Linked DNA regions of Halichoerus grypus: region 2 is linked to region 1. The links are chromatin contacts, called in public Hi-C maps. All regions are on one chromosome and are shown on one strand. The core of a region is the stretch at or near the end of the contact, and the rest is flanking DNA. Distances in the headings are between cores, read along the strand shown.

Evidence for each region. A called contact is a pair of places that touch in the nucleus more often than the background predicts.
Region 2: a Hi-C map of kidney shows a contact between it and region 1, with 5 times the contacts expected there. The contact joins the promoter of AHI1 here to the promoter of BCLAF1 in region 1. A contact is called at or near these places in 2 of 2 Hi-C or Micro-C datasets (kidney and skin).

The regions. Positions count from the first base shown.
Region 1 is chr9:28,041,705-28,044,944 of mHalGry1.hap1.1, reverse strand. BCLAF1 (BCL2 associated transcription factor 1) reads right to left here and starts at 1,467. Exons shown (of 12, transcript XM_078054692.1): 1 at 1,336-1,467.
Region 2 is chr9:28,709,754-28,712,993 of mHalGry1.hap1.1, reverse strand. AHI1 (Abelson helper integration site 1) reads right to left here and starts at 1,565. Exons shown (of 27, transcript XM_078054699.1): 1 at 1,294-1,565; 2 at 818-914.

The sequences.
Region 1 (3,240 bases), core at 218-2,717:
CAAATAAGCTTGTAGCGGTTTTTCCTATGTAAAGATTCTCTACTGTCTGAACAGTAGCCCAACCATTCCAAATAGAGTCAATGGGAATGAGAATTTACATGAGGATTAAGGAATTCTGGTTTCCTTTTTAATACCGAAGATAAATTAAAAGGCGCTGCTGCAAAAAGATGTATCTGAAGTAACTAATCTATTTATATCAGTTTTGGTCACATTTGCCTTCAACTTTAGTCTTAATTTTTTCAACCTAAAACTCAAAAAAAAAAAAAAAAAAAGACAGAGAAAAGTAGTTGCCAGCACCGCTGCTTGATTCTGATAAGATGAATCTTAAATGTGAAGAAAGCCAACCTATGGACTTAAAGTGGGGGCAAAGTCCTTAACCTTAACTCACCACTCCCACCGAATTACCCCAACTGTCTACCTATCATGGTTGCAACATTTCTGACTCGATATAAAGACCTGAATCACTTGCCAAAAAGACGTGGTTTCGCTTGTACTACTGGAAGACTGCCTTTTGGGTGAGGGGGCGGGGGAGAAACAACAGGGCCACTCATCAGCTAAGGCCTGCTCCCCAAACTAGGAAACGGTAACTAGGCACCAACTCTTAGAGTCGAGTGCACACGTTCGCTTCAAAACAAAGTGAGTTGCCAGGGGGATCCGAGATTAACCTCGGAGAAAACTGTCCCGCGACACCGAGGGCCGGAGGCGGATACCCGCGTCAGTGACGAGAGAGAGCAGACCACGTTCTTAAGGGAATAACAAAAAAACGGGGCGTAAACCGACGGGTAGCGTGAAGCCGGGAAAAGGGAATTTAAAGACGACGCGAAAACGGGTCAACCTACCCAAAGCACTTTGCTGCAGGTCATAGTTGTTTTATCAAAGCCCCAAAGCCTGGAAGAAAGGTGGCGCTCCCAGCCAATGAGAAGCGAACACAAGCGGCACCTCCAGCGGCCTCAGGAGCCGTAGGCTGAGAAAGGAGGAAGCGCGCGTGCGCCGGGCGAGCTTTCAGTCGGGGCCGAGGAAATGGGGGAAGGGTTGAAGAGGAAGATATGCGCACGCGCACGGGAAGGCCGCGCGGTCTCTGGGTTTCGAGCCAGGTTCGTAACCGCGCGCGCGCGCGCGCCGTTCTCGCTGCTCGCCCCACCCCCCACCTTTTCGACCTATAGTGCCCCAAAAACCTGAGGGGATCTGATGGAGAAACGCATAAATAACGGCGAAACGTCTCCTGGGTCCTTCTGCAGCCGCCAACCCGTCACTACCCACAAAAGATTCAACAATATTCACTCGTCCTCGGTATTTACTGCCCTTTGAGTGATTTGAATGCAGCATGAGGCCTACCTGAAACGCCGAAAGCACCGTTCCCGGGACTTATCTCCGTTGTAACTACACAGCGGCCATTTCCCGACTCAAGAACGGGAGGAAAACCATAGAGGTATCTTCGACGCGCTAGCTCGTCTCCGTCACTTCCGATTTGGGGCGTGGCCGCCAGTGCCGCTAAATATCTGGACTAGCCCCGCCCACCCTTCCGCCCTAAACCGGCTTCCTAGCTATTAAGATGTTGCCTGAGGCTTTCTGGGAAGTCTCGTGGCTGGTCTCGCGCGATGATCTGGCGGCTCCGCCCTCCGGCCTGGAGCTGCCGCCTCGCGGCGGTGACGGTAGACGGTGGGCGGGGTGTTTTGTTAGGCCATGGGGTCTCCTGGCCACGGGGTAGATTTCGCGCGAGTCTCTACCTAGCTTTGAAGGTACACTCTGGGCCTCTCTGTCGGCCCCACTTTTTGCTTGTTTGGTCTATTCTTTCTGTGGCGCCGACTCAGACCAAAAGCAAAAAGCCAATCTCACGCCGAGGAAAAGACAGGGAGGCTAGAGGGCTGTTCGCTCCCTGAGTCTCCTCTTGCCAGCAAGCGCCGAGTTTCTTCTTGGACGCCTTAACTGAAACTTGGAAGTGTCGCTTTGCTTTGATATAAAATGTGCCAAACGCACTTCGATAGTAGAAAAAGGGCCACGAGCTAAGCCCCCTTCCAGAGCGGGGTCAGACCAGCCCCGCTACCCCCAACGGAGTTAGCACCGCAGAGCTCTGAGCAAGTTAGGCTGTCCTGGTTTGCATCAGAGGCTGCTGCTGCTTTCCTCCCGACGCTGCTAAAGCATTACCACTTAGGCACCTCGGAATGTTGGCATAGGCATAAAAATAATGCAGAGCACGAAGCGTAACGATCATTTGTGCCGGCGGAGAAACAGCCCAATATAACTTGGTCTGCCAGAAATATAAGTCAGATTATAAATAGGCAAGCCACGTTTGATTTGGACAGAATTTCAAATAAAAGCCATAGCGCATTTTCTATTAATAATTTGTCTGGGCTGCACTTTCTTCCTTAGGCCCTAAAACCGTTATTACTTTGATGTTTAGGGACTTAAACTACCTTAAAGGATTTCAAAGTTATAATTAGCAACCAGTCTTGTGTCAGTTAAATCCAGTGTTGGGCCCTAGTTGTGAATTTAACACTGTGCTTCGGGCATTCTTTCCTGACAATCCGATTTACCAGCTCAACTAGAAAAAAATAACTTCATTTTCATGGGATAAATTCACATTTTTCTCTCACTGTACAGCTTGCCCCTAGCCCAACCACCATCACCACCATCCGAATGTGGAAAAAGTAATCTTTGGCCTATGTGGTGCACTGATAAGTCCCAAGCATTTAGTAGGTGCTCAGTAAGTATTTGTTGAATGGGTGAACTATATTAAAAGAAAAAAACCTAACCATTAATAGCTCAATAGAACTCTACTATTCTGCATGTATGGGGGGTGGAAAGTTGTTGAAAGGTTTTAATCAGAGGTCTGACATGATCTATTTGAAAAAGATCTTTAAGTTGCTATGTGAGAAATGGTTGACACTGGGCAGGGAGATCAGTTAGGATGTTGTTTTAGTAGTTTAAATGAGGTAATGATGATCATGGTGAGAAAAGGAAAAATTGTAAATATATTTTAGAAATGAGATTGACAGGTCTTCCTGATGGAATGTATTAGTTTAAAGAAAGGGAGGAAATAGTGTTGCTATCTAGATTGTGGCCTTGATTGGAGAGAATGACAGGAAAGGGAGGAATGAACAGGTTGGGGAATGGGAAGGAAATCATGAATTCCACTTTTTAAAAAAGATTTTATGTATTGATTCTAGAGAGCGAGAGCGCATGAGAGCAGCGTGAGGGGCAGAGGGAGAAGGAAAGGGAGAGAATCTCAAGCAGACTCCA
Region 2 (3,240 bases), core at 316-2,815, 670 kb before region 1:
TTGGCAAAAATAAGGTCAAACCTAAAATGACATCCTTGAGTCTCATATATACCATTATTTTTTTTTATTTTTAAAGATTTTATTTATTTATTTGACAGAGAGAGAGAGAGAGCGAGAGAGGGAACACAAGCAGGGGGAGTGGGAGAGGGAGAAGCAGGCTTCCCGCTGCGCAGGGAGCCCGATGTGGGGCTCGATCCCAGGACTCTGGGATCACGACCTGAGCCGAAGGCAGACGCTTAACGACTGAGCCACCCAGGCGCCCTCATATATACCATTATTTTAAAGATTCTCCCTCACAAACCCTTTTATAGGAGCTGCTAAGAAATAATAGTAAAATTAACTGCACTACGTTTCATTTTTCTTTTTCTTTAAACATCTGATTTTCAGCCAATAAATGTCTAAAGATCAAGGGGGGAAGAAGCAGAGGCTTGGATAATTCACCCTTTAACTGAATTTTATAGCATAGGAAAAAAAACTAACAAAAACCCTGTAACATAATTCAACTGCTAAATCAAGATACTCTCCATATATAAACAAGATTCTAAATACGGTTTTAAAAAATTTTTGGTATTTGGATTTTTCAAATATTTTTAGAAATTTCCCAGAGTTCTCAGAACGAGCAATCTTTTCCCTGAAACTCCAAGCAGTAAGAGCAATAGTTAATGCAACAGGTGAAAAAATTGTTAGCATCGTTTTCTCAAAAAAGTAAAAGCCATACACTCCAGTGAGTATATGTTTTCACAGTAATGCTGAAATACAGCACAGCCATTGGCAGCGATTCTAAATAGTGTACTTTTTTTCTATTTGTATACATATCGAAATGACCCTTATAAACGTAACACATTGATCACCTTTTCTCGGATGTAATTAAGAAGGCATTTCACAGGTTCGAGATTCAGCACCAAGTTGACACCCTAAAAGGAAATAAACGTACTTAGTGCGTATCTGAGTTAAATGCTTTTAAGCCAGAATCCGGAGTGGGAAAGGCAAAGATTGCATTCCCTCCACGGTGGATCTGGACACCGCGCTGAGCACTCATGAGACAGGAGCCCAGGGAAGGGAGCGGGAAAGTACTTAGAGATATTCATTAAAAACTACATCCCACCGCTCGGCGGCACCCGGCGGGTCAGCCTGCGGCGGCGCAGTACGCGCCCCCGCCCCACCCCGCGGCGCACCGCCCCCGCGCCCTCGGACCCGAGCAGTACCCCAAGCCACCGCCCCCTCTGAGAGGGCCGGGGCAGGCCAAGCTCCCGGCCCGGGCTCCCGCCACCAGCAGGCCTGCAGCGTACTCACGGAGAACGGAGCCCAGAGCGGCCGACAATCAGTCCCGCCCGATCCGACGCCGGGACTGTGCGAAGCGGCTCCTCGCGCCGAGCGGGGCGGGAGCCAGGCACCCGCGTAGCCACCCTAGCCGCCAGCCTCTCCGGCTCTGAGAGCGGACCGGCTGCCGCAGTGCGGGCAGCGCGCCGCCCGCTGACGTCAGCGCCTGCCTACGCCACCGTTCCCACGACAACCGATGCGACCCGAGCTCTCGGTCTGGACCGCTGCCCAGCCTCGACGCCCCTCCGCGGCCCCGCCCCCGCGCCACCTACGCCGGGGCCTCGAGCTGCTGCAGTGCGGCGCCTGCGGAGGTGGTGCGCGCGCCCCGCCCGCGGGCCTTCAGGCCAGGGCCGGGCACGCGCTCTGGCGGCCGCGCGCGGGGCTCCTCGTGCCCGTGTAGAAAGCGCGAGGCCGCGGCCCTCCGAAGAAAGAATCTCTCGCCCTCAAGCGCCAAGGAGCCCTGCGAATGCGTAGGGTCTGAACCCATCTGGTCGTCACCCCCGAAAAAGCGTTCTGTCTCTCAGAACTGTAGCCAGCGCTGGAAAAAAAAACGAGAGGGGGCAGAGACAGGGAGGCAGTCGTGGAACCCGCCGAGGCCGAGAAGCATGAATGAGGCAAAGCAGCAGGCACGTCACCGCCCAAGCGAGCGCGCCCACAACATGAAACATTCTTTTAAACGCGGAGAATAGAGTTGTACTACAGACCAAACCTTAAGTAAAAAAATGTTCATAATTCGTGTGGCGCTGAGTTATCTCGCTAAGTGTTTGAAACAGAACAGAAAGAAAACCCGCACCCAGTGCCCCCTCCCACTTTCTAATTTCTGCCACAGGCGCCATTTTTAGCTCTGAGTCACCAGGGATGGAAAAATACTAGACAGGTCCCTCCCCCAACTCTTGAATTTCCTGCAGTTGTAGTCATACACCGAACTATAACCTGTTGCTTAGTTTGCAAAGTGAGAGCGTTATGTATATTTCTTTAGAGGCCAGCTTTTCTATTTATATTAGCATCATATTTCATTTTCTTTCTCCAAATCCTATGAGAATTCCGTGAGAAATATTATCAATCCAATGCATCTTAAACCGAACTGTTCAACTTTCCACCTAGAACCTACTCCCGTTTCTGGATTTCTGTTTTGGTTTAAGCCACCACCGTCCTCCCAGTGTTGTAAATACCTGTAGAGCATCCTAAATGCCTCTTACAACAAATTACGTCCATTCTACTCTTTTAACACCCCCAGTATATAGCCTATCCAACTTGACTCTGGCTGCCTCATACCAGGCTTCATTACTTCTATTATTGTGTGATGGCCTCTTTACCAGTCCCCTGACTCCAGTTTTGATTCCAGAATGCCATCCTCCATACTGCTACCAGAATGACTTCACTAAAAATGTAAATGACTGATAATGTCACCGTCCTGAAAATTCTTCAAAGGATTACCTGTAAAAGAAAATTTAGTTACTTTGCCTAGGATATAAGACACTCCATCTGCCTGGCTAGTTTCTTCTCTCATTGCCTCCTTTCAATGTTATGCTTCAGCAATACTGAATTACGTGTACCATGCAAAACAATCCATAACCTCTCATGTCCCCTTTCTTGTACATATTGTCTCCTCTCTCTGAAAATCTCTTTTTGTAAACTCCTACACCTCCACATCTCAACCCAAATGCTGTCTATACTTTGACTCCATCTATTTTGTTTTTCCCCTAGCGTCCTCTGCTAAAGAGATGTAAGGAGCAATGAGCAGGTACTGCCTAGATCTTGGTTTCTAAACACCATTTTCTACTAAAAGGAACTAGAGCCTCTTGGGGAAATGACTGATTCAGAACAGGAACAGGGGAAGTACATGAGCCCGAAAAATCTTGTTGCACCAGAAACTAAAGAAGTTTTTACAGAATGATGGAACATAAGAAAGGGACACAG